4 separate regions of the Mus musculus genome follow, and regions 2, 3 and 4 are each linked to region 1. Evidence: chromatin contacts called from public HiChIP or PLAC-seq data. All regions are on one chromosome and are shown on one strand. Each heading gives the region's core, a stretch centred on a gene start, on an enhancer-like site or on the middle of the called end of the contact. The rest is flanking DNA. Distances are from core to core; before and after follow the strand shown. Region 1 holds the start of Gsx2 (GS homeobox 2). Region 2 holds the start of Dancr (differentiation antagonizing non-protein coding RNA). Region 3 overlaps Scfd2 (Sec1 family domain containing 2). Region 4 holds the start of Scfd2 (Sec1 family domain containing 2).

Region 1 (2,861 bases), core at 263-2,762:
GGTTTAGGTATGTCGCGATCTCGATTCTCCGGAGTCGGGACAGGTACATATTGGAAGAGAATTCTCGCTCCAGCTCCAGGAGCTGCGTGCTGGTAAACGCTGTCCTCATCCTTTTGCCATTGGGTACCTGGCTGGTATCGGAGCCTCCTGTGGACCCAAAAGAGAGCAGAGAGGTGATGAACCGCAGAAAAAAAAAAGTGACCCCACTCTACTTGACAACCCTTGGAAAGAACGCGGCTCCAGAACCCAGTCTAACCCAACACATCCATGTTTGTCCCTGGTCTGTCTGGGAGTGTAAGAAAGACAGACGTTCATGAGAATTAAGGCCTTTAATGTCCTGGATTTTAAGTTAAAGGACTCCAGTGGAACTTGCACCTACTGCCTTCTCCTTCCCCTTGTCTGTCTTCCATTGGCCTAGCAAAGCTAACCAGCTAGCAGCCTCGGCCAAAGGCACAGACAGCCTTTAACCAACAGGGAAGCTAAGATGCCACACTGAGGTCCAAACGCATCCACCCCAAATCTCAGTCAGTTTAACCTCCTATTTCTCTGAAGTCTTGATCCAGGTCTCCAAAGCCCAGATAACAGGCGACACTTGTGCACCTGTAGAGCTAAGGGCACAAGGCCTCGCCAAGAAGTTGACTCCTTAACTTCCACCTCCGTGGAATTTCTAGGGGAAGATCTCAACAGTTCCACAGAAGATCCCACCTTACTCCCACCTCCTTCCCTGGTGGCGCAAAGTTTGTTTCCCCGGAGGCACGCAGGTACCCCGCCCTACCCATGGAGAGGCAGTGGAATCTCCGTGGGTCCGACATGTTGTAGGTAGTGGCGGCGCAGACAGGTGCGTGGTGCTGCGGGTGTCCCAGAGCCGCCGCTGCCGCAGCTGCCGCCGCCGCCGCCGCGGCCGCCGCTGCAGCCGAGCCGGGCTGCTGGGGCTGGTGATGGTGATGATGATGCTGTGGTGGGTGGTGGTGATGGTGTGCGTGGCTCACCCGTGGGCAAAACTGCGCGTCCCCAGGAGCGGGAGAGAACTGGCTTTTGAGCAAAGGTAGAGCGCCGGTGCCTCCAGCCACCCCGCCGCCCGCCACTGCAGCCCCCGCGGTCCCCGTAGCTCCGCCACCAGCTCCTGCGGGCGGGCGAGAGGAGTGCAGGTGCGAGGTGACGCAAAGCGGGCACACGCAGAAAGCGCCGCTTTTGCGGGACGGACAGCCAGGCCCGGACACTGACATCACCAACGGGGACGGCATGCCCAGCGGGATGAAGAAATCCGGCCCTGGGTGCGATTCCGGCAGCGAGGGTGCGGGCCGTGAGGAGTCCTTGATGATGAGTGAGTCCACGTAGAAGGAGCGCGACATGTCGATGGATGGCTTGTCCTGCGGGCTGCTGAGTCCCCTTCTCTCCTTCTGCTATCTGAGCACTGTCCGGAAAGCTGGGCGCACGCGGGCGGTCAAGTCCTTGGGGATGCTGAGGTGTCTGGGACTCGAACAAAGGGGTCCCTGGAGAGGGTTGGTCCTCACGTCCCCCGCCCGGAGCCCCGGCTCCAGGATTTTATAGCCCCCACCGCGGCACGTGATGCTGCGGAGTACCGCTCAGCTCAGACTCCTCGGCAGCTCCCCACCCTCGGGATAGGCTGCCCGAGTCACAACAGAAGCGGAGGGGTGGGGGTGGGGGGAGGCAGGGAAGAACGAGGGGGAGAGGGAGACTTCGCTAAGTGTAGGGTCTGTTAATTTTGCTAGGGATCGACCTCCTCTCCCTCCATCACTCTCAGCGGAAAATCTCAGCGATCCAGTTTCTGCCTACCTTCCTCCCTCGCTTGGGCCTCTGTCCAACGCTTCACAGTGACACACTGCAGAGAGCACCAGGTGGGGACCTCCAAGCCATTTAAACTGAGATAACCAATGCATTTAAGCTCCTAGGAGCCAACCCTAGCTGCGCAGTAAAGCTTGAGACTTCTGCTCTGGACCAGCGTATGTGGCCTTGTAGTGGAGGTCGGCCGGTCTAACGCTCACCACATTCATATCTGCCCTTGCTCCCCAGCTTTTCGATTTGGCCAAGGTCTGGCGGGTAACAACCCAGCTTAGAAACCAAGCACTCCAGGCTACATCAATTCTCAAATGTCCTTGTATTCTCTTGAGGTCACTCAGACCACTAATCCTTCCTTGTGCATCTTTCTAACCAGCAGCTCTGCCTTCTGCAAAGAGTCAATCCTTTCTTATTTCAAGCAGTTACATAGTTTCCAAGCCCAACCTCCGCTAAACTTCACCAGGAACATTTTGCAGAGACTGGGGTAGCAGCTGGAGGAGGCCCTTGCGGTCCCTTGGTCTAAGTGATCTCCTGCTAACACCACCCCACCCTTCTCAATAGATGCTTATTGCATCCTTGCTTATTCCGCCATTCAGCTAGTGGTGGAATCCTGCCTGTACCTAAGGAGCAGTTTAGTAGCAGACCTCCATTTGGTGGCTCAGAAAGACTTGTGCACCTACCTGCTAGGTGGCTGCCATCTAGATGTCTTTGGGAGAAAGTCAAGGCCACAGAGGTGACAGCAATTTCTCCCCTGTCCTTTTACCAAAATGGCTAACTTCAAGTGTGAGTTTACAACAGTGACAGTTAACTTGAAGATCAAGGGCAGGGAACAGCAGTTGGAGGCTCAGGGTTCTGTGTCTGTCCTGTCTTTCTTTCCCCTTTCCATCTCTGTGACCACCCCTCTCTTGCCTGCTGGAAGTGTATAATTGGGTTGTAGGGATGCCCCACTCTAGGGAGCCCAGGATTTATGGATGGCAATTAAAGTTTTATGAATTGCAGCTGAGGCTGGTTATTGAGCTATTTGAATGTGATTAGAATTCAATTAGAAAGTGGTTAGTGGA
Region 2 (2,861 bases), core at 145-2,644, 980 kb after region 1:
GCCTGACAGCCTGAGTTTGATCCTAGGGACGCACGCACATGGTGTTAGGACAAATTGCTCCAAGTGGTTCTGACCCCCCCCCCCCTCCCCAGTAATAAGAACAAGTGAACAAGCCATAGAATTGACACAGGAAGCCTTTATTAAAGATTATGGAAAATTACTCATAGGCAACAATATACAGGTTAACACACCTCAATTGCTAGCACGTGACTGGTTACTAGCAAAGAACTTGTCCTAACGAAGTCCAGATACATTCTAATGATCTAGCATGAAATCTTTGCATCTTTAAAACGGCGAGCATGTCATAGCCATGCAGATCTGATTCTAGGGCAGTGGGACATGAAGAAGGGGTGGGGCAGGATCCTAGTACATTGATTAAAATCTTTAGCAAACTACCTTCAGGGTAATCAGTTACAAGGCCATTCAAGGAAACTCACATGGCCCTCACTTCACCTATTTCAGCTTCGATACTAATCCTAAAGTGGAATACAGGCAAACCTGGTCACTACATGCAAGAGTACTTCACCTTGGAGCCATTCAGTCACGGGTTTCTTGTAGTTTTCAACCTATGAAAGAATAAAAATGTTTCACATAAGTGGAACATACTCAACTATATCCTTTCCAGCTGACCTAAAATCTCACTTCTAGAAAAGCAAATGTATTCTTGTCTTCTGAACTTTCTCCTCCAACCAAATTAAACCAGGTAGGCTACGTTTTCTTTTCTTTAAAATCCTATATCACTACCTAGCAATCGCCAGAACCTAAAATGCGCACATTCAAGTTTTAAATGAAGCTTTTGGTTCATTTGTGACTCCAGACAGGATCCAAAGAGGAGGTGTAGTTTTCCTCTCTGGGTTTTATGGAGAGTTCCTTTACCCTTCTGTGTTAGCCTCTTAAAGTACTGCGACAACCTTAAAAGGGCACAGGAAAGGGCGACTGGGGAGGCCCGGCGCAGCTCAACAAAGACAGGCCTGGAACCTCCGTCTTCTCGGCCACGTGGCCAGGGCCTGCCTCCGATCAATGCCGGGACGTACCTGCGCTTGTGTCCGAGGCAGCAGCACGGCTGGGCAGTGGGGACCGGCTCGGGTGGATCGGCCTGCAGAGGGAAAGGGCGGTGGTCAGGGTGCCCGGGTCGGACGGCACAGAGGACTTTGTGTCTCGCGCAGCCCCGGGCTGGACACTGCCGCCCGCCCCGCGGGCCGCTGAGAACTGCTCTACCCCTCCGTTCTGGCCGCCGGGAGCAGCTGAGCTCGGGGCGGGCAAAGCTCGAGGGGACACGGGGACATCCTGACACCCTCCCACGAGGACACTCACCACCAAGGCCGGGACCGAAAGACCGAGCCGCTGCGCGCTGCGTTAATACAGCCATCCGGGAGAGGGGCGGAGCTGCCCCCCCCCCCCGAGACCTGCAACCAATCAGAGGGCCGCTTGGAGGGGGCAGAACAGGAAAAGGAGAGCAGCCAATCGTCAGAAGGATTGTAGGCGTGGCTGGTATGGGAAGCCAATCGTCGGGACGTTTCGGACCCGGTAGGGTGGGGCCGTTGACTTCCAGCAGCAGGTTCTCCACCCACTGCGGTGTTGGAAGCGTTGAGGCTGTGCTCAGTGGAAACCTTCCTTTCCTGAAGCTATGCCGGTGCTAGGTGTGTTCCGACTTAGATCCCTTCTTGTTCAGCTAGTTCACTCCCAGGGCCCCTCCTTAACCCTGAGAGGAGCTGCCTTTTTCTGTGTTCCTGGAGAGTAATATCAAGGAGAAATGTTGCTGGAGATGTGAGGCAGTTAGTTCTCAACAGAGCTCTACCACAGAGCTACCTCCTCAGCCCGTACCATTAATTTTGAGTCAGAGTCTCTCTTAGGTGCCCACACTGCTTTCTAACTTACTGTGTAGCTAGTTCAGGGTATTCATCAAACTTGTTATCCTCAGTGCTACGTGCTAGGATTGCTGGCATGCATGCCACTCTCCACCTAGGCTATACCTTTGTCTTGTTTTTAGTGGTCCTGGGTTAAAAGTAGAGCCTGGCGTCTCAGATCCCAAACCCTTTTATTACTTTGAAACTAGGTCTCACTAAATTTCCCAGACAAGACTGGAACTTTCCGTCCTTCTGCCTCAGCTTCCTGAGTAGAAGGGACGACAAATTTTCACCACCAGGCCTGGATATGTGCTTAACTTATTTTAATGAGAATTTCCACGGTCTGAGATGATTTTATTGGCAAGGTTTTTAAAATAATAATAATAATAATAATAATAATAATAAAATTATTTTTTTAATTTGAAGAAATTAAATTTCCAAACTTATATTAAAACTAAAAATGTTCAAAGAGCCACGTGCCTGCGTTCTTCTCTCGGCTAAAAGCCAGCCATTCATTCCAGACCTGGCGCATCTATCGTCTTGGTCTGTTGGGGGAGGGGGGGTATTTTAAAGCAAATCTCAAGCTTGGTTTGTTTCACCTCTTAATATTTCAGTATTTATTTCAAAAGAAAAGAGGCCATCTTGCCTGAGGACAATGCCAATGTGATTGCTAGAATAAACAGCCGCTCCAAGTTCACAGCAAGACTATTCTGATACAATGTTACTTTACAATGAGTTCGTTTGAATAAGGACTCTAAGTCTATTCATCATGCTCGCCTGTGTTTCTTTACAGCCACTTTTAGTCTAGATAAAAAAAATGATGACCTGCTTTGTCAACTTGCTTTGACTTTTTAGATAACTTTTTGAGATTGAACCCAAGTGTTATAGGTCACCCTTTTAAGTGTACAAATCGGTGTTTTTAAATATTCCTCAAGGTTTTATAATCATCTCCATTGTCTACTCCCAGATCATTTTGCAGTCAGCGTCTTATTGGAAAAAGAAGCCCCATGGGGC
Region 3 (2,861 bases), core at 208-2,707, 580 kb after region 1:
GCTGACTGTGAGCATCCACTTATGTGTTTGCTAGGCCCCTGCCTAGTCTCACAAGAGACAGCTATATCTGGGTCCTTTCAGCAAAATCTTGCTAGTGTATGCAGTGGTGTCAGCGTTTGGAAGCTGATTATGGGGTGGATCCCTAGATAAGGCAGTCTCTAGATGGTCCATCCTTTTGTCGCAGCTCCAAACTTTGTCTCTGTAACTCCTTCCATGGGTGTTTTGTTCCCAATTCTAAGAAGGGGCACAGTGTCCACACTTTGGTCTTCATTCTTCTAGAGTTTCATGCATTTGGCAAATTGTATCTTATATCTTGGGTATACTAAGTTTTGGGCTAGTATCCACTTATCAGTGAGTACATGTTGTGTGAGTTCCTTTGTGATTGGGTTACCTCGCTCAGGATGATGCCCTCCAGGTCCATCCATTTGCCTAGGAATTTCATAAATTCATTCTTTTTAATAGCTGAGTAGTACTCCATTGTATAACGTAGGTTCTTAATAAATAGTGAAGGAGGCCTAGTGATGGTGTCCTAGCTGTTCCTAGCTACTCATGAGGCTGAGTTAAGGGGACGGCAAATTTCAAGACCTGCCTGGGCTACTAAATGAATTCAGGACAGCTAAATGAATTCCTGGGCAGCTTAGTGAGACCCTGTCTCAAAATAAAAAGTCATTAGAGGGACATTGATATCTCAGCGACAGAGGGCATCATCCAACCCAGTCCTCAGCTCCATTCAGTACTGCACAGGTACTAGTTCAGCAATGAACATGTGAGCACAGCAGTCTAAGTGGCTTCATTGGCTACATCCATACTTCCTTCCTTTTCTGAAAGGCTTTCTCATGGGCCTGTTGCCCAAGCTACTCCAGCTCAATCTACTCTAATCCCATTGTTTAGCTGCTTCCTCTCTGCCTGACCTTGTCCACACTTAGAAAGCGTTTGCTCTCCTAGAGCTGCTGTCTGTGTCACCTGGAGGAACATGCTCCATTCTGGCTTCTCTGGTAGATCTAGCTCTAGAGGCTGGAGTCACTGGATGAATGTTCAGCTGCAAGAAATGCTGTATTTTGAGAGAACGATGAAGGACAGACTGTTTTCCAAGTTTTTATCTGATTCAGTCTCCCGTTCTGTAATTCTTTCACTTTTTTGGAGATGAAGGTTAATGGATATGTTTCTCATAGCTGAGTTGTTGAAAACAGCAGTCAAGAGGAAAGTTGACTCCAGAAGTCTCACTGGTTTACTTAGCTCATCAAGCTCACACTGATGGAAATCGTTAGTCCTCCAGTAACACACTATGACTCAGCTTGCTTTGTTGAAGACAAGTTAAAACCTTTGCTGGGTTTATCACTGTTGTTGTTGTTATTGTGTTTCTGTTGGAATACCAAGACTGGTGATACAGATCCTGTGAGTAATCTTAGCATTCCTGCATATCATGAAGTACTATTGCCCTGGGTTTACTCACACGATGACAGTGTGCATTCATACATAGGTCAACATCCTCCTCCTCCTAATTACATGCCTTCCACTTGGTTGAGTAGTACTGTGAGTCAGCACTCAAGCACCTTTAAAAAATTAACGCTGCTGTATTTGCATTTTATTTGGTGGTGAATATTTCCTGTTTATTTCTAGTAGACTGAATCTGACATTTCATACTTGCCAAACCAAGGCAACTTCTAAAATTCCATTAAGAGCTGAGTAATTATGGTAAATAAAGATCCAGGAGTGAGTGGAAAGGGCCATGTCTTCCTGTACAAGTCTCTGGAAAGACTTTAAGACAGGATCTGTGGCAGGTTCCAGTTGTTAGCTTGTAGTCTTAAAATGTGGCCATTTGTCAAAATAGTTTTAGTCTTAGGGATACAAGATAGCTAATTAAGAAAAAGAACAGGGGGCTGGTGAGATGGCTCAGTGGTTAAGAGCACTGACTGCTTTCTTCTAGAGGCCCTATGTTTAATTCTCAGTAACCACATGGTGGCTCACAACCATCTGTAATGGGATCTGATGTCCTCTTTGGAGTGCCTGAACACAGCTACAATAAATACAATAAACAAATCTTTAAAGAAGAAGAAGAAGAAGAAGAAGAAGAAGAGGAGGAGGGGGGGGGAGAAGAAGGAAAGAAAGAAAGAACGAACGAATGAACAAATGAACAAGGCCCGGAGAGATGGCTCAGCTGTTAAGAGCACTGACTAATCTTCCAGAGGTTCTAGTTCAATTCCCAGAAAATGTGTTGTTTTCATCTTACCTGTACGAGTGTTTTGCTTGCTTGAGTGTTGTGTCTCTGCACTGCCTGCATTCCTGGAGCCTGTGGAGCAAGTGCTCTTAACAGTTACCCCCAAGCCATGGTGGCTCACACTCATCTGTAATGGGATTCTATGCCCTTTCCTGGTGTGTCTGAAGACAGTGACAGTGTACTCACATTCATAAAATGAATACATAAATCTTTAAAAGAGAAGAAGAAAAAGAACAGGCATTTGTGTGTATTTGACATTTTATAGAGTTACTAACGGTTTATAAGCTCATTAAATTTCATAGCAACAGAAGTTTTCATAAGACAAACATACTACTATTTTATCATACACTTCAAAGAATGAATTGTAACAAAATTGTCTTCCAGTAACTGCAATAAGTTAAAACTTATGTCTAAAAAAGAGGAGATGGCAGAAAAGTGTTTAATTTATAGTCTACAACTTTCTGGATGTGTTCTGGTTAATTGTTTCTGCTATTGTCACTAGGTTTATGAAAGGAAAAATAGTTTTAATAAAAGAAACAGCAGTGTGGAATATTCAGGCATCAGTGGCTGCACTTGGGGAAGTAAATCAAACCTGCACCTGTGAACCTGGAGGAGCAGACATGGTGGGGAGTCATTCTGTCCT
Region 4 (2,861 bases), core at 119-2,618, 540 kb after region 1:
GTGGCATATGCTTTAGGGAGGTCAAAACCCAACTGTATACACACACACTCTCTCACACACAGAAACACACGAATAAAACTTTAAAATGAAAGCAATTGCCATGTGTCACAACTAGATGAATGATGTTAGGTGAAGTAAGTTAATCACAATAAAGCAGATAGTACAGGGACCCAATTATAAGACCCACAGTGCCAATGCAAAGAGAACAGGATTAAAGTAGAGGCTGACAAATGCTGGGGGGGGGGTGCAGGGAGCTGAGGTTGAGGGTGGCAATTGTTATTTAAAGGGTATATAGTTTTGAAACTATTTTGATTTTGCAAAATAAAAAGTTCCAAAGATTGGTTGTACAGCAGCATGAATGTTTTTTAATGTTTCCGAACTGTACATTTTAAAATGACTAATGGTGGACATGGTGGCACACACGTTTAATCCAAGCACTAGGAAGGCAGAGGCAAGCAGATCTCTGTGAGTTTGCAACGAACCTGATCCACATCATGTGTTCCAGGACAGCTAGGGCTGCACAATGAGATCCTGTCCACACATACTCACACACACACACACACACACACTCACTCACACACACACAATTAGAACAGTAAATTACTAAATTTTTTTATCTCATGCATGTTTCCACAATTAAATAATAATAATAATAATAATAATAAAACAGGTTCTAAACTGAGATGTGTAGATCAGTATATCTATTCCTCAACCCAATTCTCATCTTAGTAGCTGTGAAATGGACCCCAAAGCCTTTTGACTGTGTGGAGACAGGATCTCTCTGTCTCTCTCTGTGTGTCTGTCTCTGTCTCTCTCTGTGTATGTGGTGTGTGTGTGTGTTGGGGATGGGTGATTGTGCGTTTTCCACAATTGGCACATGGAGGACAATTTTTCCGGGTCCTGTTTTTCTACATTGAGTCCGAAGGATCAAACTCAGGTCATACGACTTGTGTTGCAAGCGCTTTTAGCCTTATGAGCCATCTTGCTGGTCCCAAAAGGTATTTCACGAGGCTGGAGTGCACCAACGCAGAAGATAACCTACACAAGACCAACTATTACGTTGCAGTAGTTGTTTGGCTTCTCCAAGTTCAGATGGGGGAAGTACTTTGCTTCAGACCAGGTTTTATTATTCCCGAGAATTCTTAACCTGGAGGAAAAGGTGATGAGAGCTGACAAGGGAGGGACGAACAAAACCCATTTCAATTCTTTCCTAGAAAGCTGCTGCCTCCAGCTTTTCAGGGACTATCGACCCTGTAAGCACATTCCGTTCCTCCTTCAAGTGCAGACGTTCCTTCCGCCAGCCCGCGCGCCTGATCAGCCAATGAGCGCCTAAGACGTCATCACCGCGCGCGCGAACGCCGAGCGTCAGAGACAGGCCCACGTGTACTGTGTTGACTGTCAAAGTACTCAGTACCCGGAAGCCCTGCGTTCTGACCTGAGTTCCCGCCCGTACGCCGGTGAGACCCCTGGCCAGCTGGCGATACGGGATCATGAGCGCCGCGGGCATACTGGCCTTTGCCCAGCAAGGCTGGGAGCAGGTGCTGGCCAAAGTGAAGTGGTCCGTGGTCTACCTGGACGCTGCCTGCGCCGAGAGCCTGCACTGGAGCTGCGGATCCAGCCGGCTTCTGGAGGCGGTGAAGGGTCCTGCGTGTCACCTGCGGGAATTTGAACCCCAGGCCATTGGCGGGGGAGCCAAGCAGCCCCGGGCGGTTTTCGTTTTGAGCAGCCCGCTGAAAGGCCGGATCGTAGACACTCTACAGAGTATCATTTGCCGCAGTCACTTTCAGCACTGTGTGGTGGTCACAGCCGTGAGCCACGCAGTCCACCTCACTGCTAACCACGTACCGGCCGCTGCAGCGGCCGAGCTCGAGGGGCAGCAGCCGGTGTTCGAACAGCTGGAGGAGAAGCTCTGTGAGTGGATGGGCAACGAGAACTATACGGCCGAGGTGCTCCACGTCCCGTTGTTTCTCGCCCCTGTTGCCTCCCATCTCGCTTTTACTCCAGCCTTTGCTACCCTCTTCCCACTGCTACCTCAGGATGTCCACGCTCTTAACAGTGCCAGACCCGACAAGAGGAGGCTGAGCAGCTTGGGTGAGGTGGATGCCACTGCCCTAACCCCAGAGCTGCTGCTGTACATCAGATGCCTCGTGTCAGGCCTCAGTTCTCTGTGTGAACATCTAGGGGTACGAGAGGAGTGTTTCGCCGTGGGTCCCCTCAGTCGGGTCATCGCTACAGATCTGGCAAATTATGCCCCCGCCAAGAACAGGAAAAAGACTGCTACAGGCAGGGCTTCTGTGGTCTTTGTGGATAGAACTCTGGATCTCACAGGTAGGTGGCATTTCTGGGAGTTGTTCATCTTCACTCTCCTAGCTAGAGGATCTGTTCATTGATTCAGCATATGTGTTTATTGGCCTCATATTGAGGTTGGCAATATAAAGATGAACTAAAAGAACCAGCCCCTAATTTGACAGCATCTGGAGTTAAGTTTTGTCTAGTGGAGAGTGGACATAGATAAAGCACAATTTTATTTGTTAAATGCTGTAAGCGGGCAAATATGGCTTTAGTGTGCGTTGCTTTTGATAAAACAACCGGGCCTAGTCCAAGAGACTGGAAAAAATGAGATGACCTTGACATGGAGGGAATTGCCATCACCTGAGACTCTTAGACATTTCCAGATACCAGTTGTCTTAATTAGGGTGTCTATTGCTGTAATGAAACACCATGGCCAAAACCGACTTGTGGAGGATAGGGTTTATTTCCTTACACTTCCACACCATAGTCGATCATTGAAGGAAATCAGGACAGGAACTCAAACATGGCAGGAACCAGGAGGCAGGAGCATAAGGCGGTAGCGGTCATAG

What was found. HiChIP or PLAC-seq counts read pairs in DNA pulled down with a chosen protein or histone mark.
Region 2: an H3K27ac HiChIP or PLAC-seq map of embryonic stem cells shows a contact between it and region 1, with 6 times the contacts expected there. The contact joins the promoter of Dancr here to the promoter of Gsx2 in region 1. A contact is called at or near these places in 3 of 39 promoter capture datasets (cranial neural crest, embryonic stem cells and hippocampal neurons) and 7 of 115 datasets of contacts at active chromatin or transcription factors (astrocytes, embryonic forebrain, embryonic stem cells and 3 more).
Region 3: a CTCF HiChIP or PLAC-seq map of the NIH/3T3 cell line shows a contact between it and region 1, with 5 read pairs. The contact joins the enhancer-like site here to the promoter of Gsx2 in region 1. A contact is called at or near these places in 2 of 39 promoter capture datasets (the SN4741 cell line and liver), 1 of 15 datasets of contacts at CTCF or cohesin (the NIH/3T3 cell line) and 1 of 115 datasets of contacts at active chromatin or transcription factors (embryonic midbrain).
Region 4: a contact with region 1 is called in an H3K4me3 HiChIP or PLAC-seq map of embryonic limb bud, with 6 times the contacts expected there. The contact joins the promoter of Scfd2 here to the promoter of Gsx2 in region 1. A contact is called at or near these places in 7 of 39 promoter capture datasets (cranial neural crest, embryonic stem cells, hippocampal neurons and 4 more), 1 of 484 Hi-C or Micro-C datasets (embryonic stem cells), 14 of 115 datasets of contacts at active chromatin or transcription factors (the 230-238 cell line, the NIH/3T3 cell line, astrocytes and 10 more) and 3 of 9 other capture datasets (embryonic stem cells, embryonic tail and embryonic trunk).

The regions. Positions count from the first base shown.
Region 1 is chr5:75,074,252-75,077,112 of GRCm38.p6, reverse strand. Gsx2 (GS homeobox 2) reads right to left here and starts at 1,512. Exons shown (of 2, transcript NM_133256.2): 1 at 776-1,512; 2 at 1-147. The coding sequence starts at 1,352.
Region 2 is chr5:74,091,593-74,094,453 of GRCm38.p6, reverse strand. It overlaps Dancr (differentiation antagonizing non-protein coding RNA), which reads right to left and starts at 1,394. Exons shown (of 1, transcript NR_145133.1): 1 at 117-1,394. Snora26 (small nucleolar RNA, H/ACA box 26) reads right to left here and starts at 924; the gene lies at 804-924.
Region 3 is chr5:74,491,442-74,494,302 of GRCm38.p6, reverse strand. All of the region lies in intron 2 of Scfd2 (Sec1 family domain containing 2), which reads left to right. Among named protein-coding and RNA genes, the nearest start is that of Scfd2, 39 kb to the left of the region's middle. Within about 2 kb of position 1,457, at least 42 of the 459 cell types and tissues checked have an H3K27ac peak or open chromatin away from gene starts, as enhancers often do. A contact at or near this core is called in the NIH/3T3 cell line and the SN4741 cell line, where this site is marked.
Region 4 is chr5:74,530,249-74,533,109 of GRCm38.p6, reverse strand. It overlaps Scfd2 (Sec1 family domain containing 2), which reads left to right and starts at 1,368. Exons shown (of 9, transcript NM_001114660.2): 1 at 1,368-2,328. The coding sequence starts at 1,491.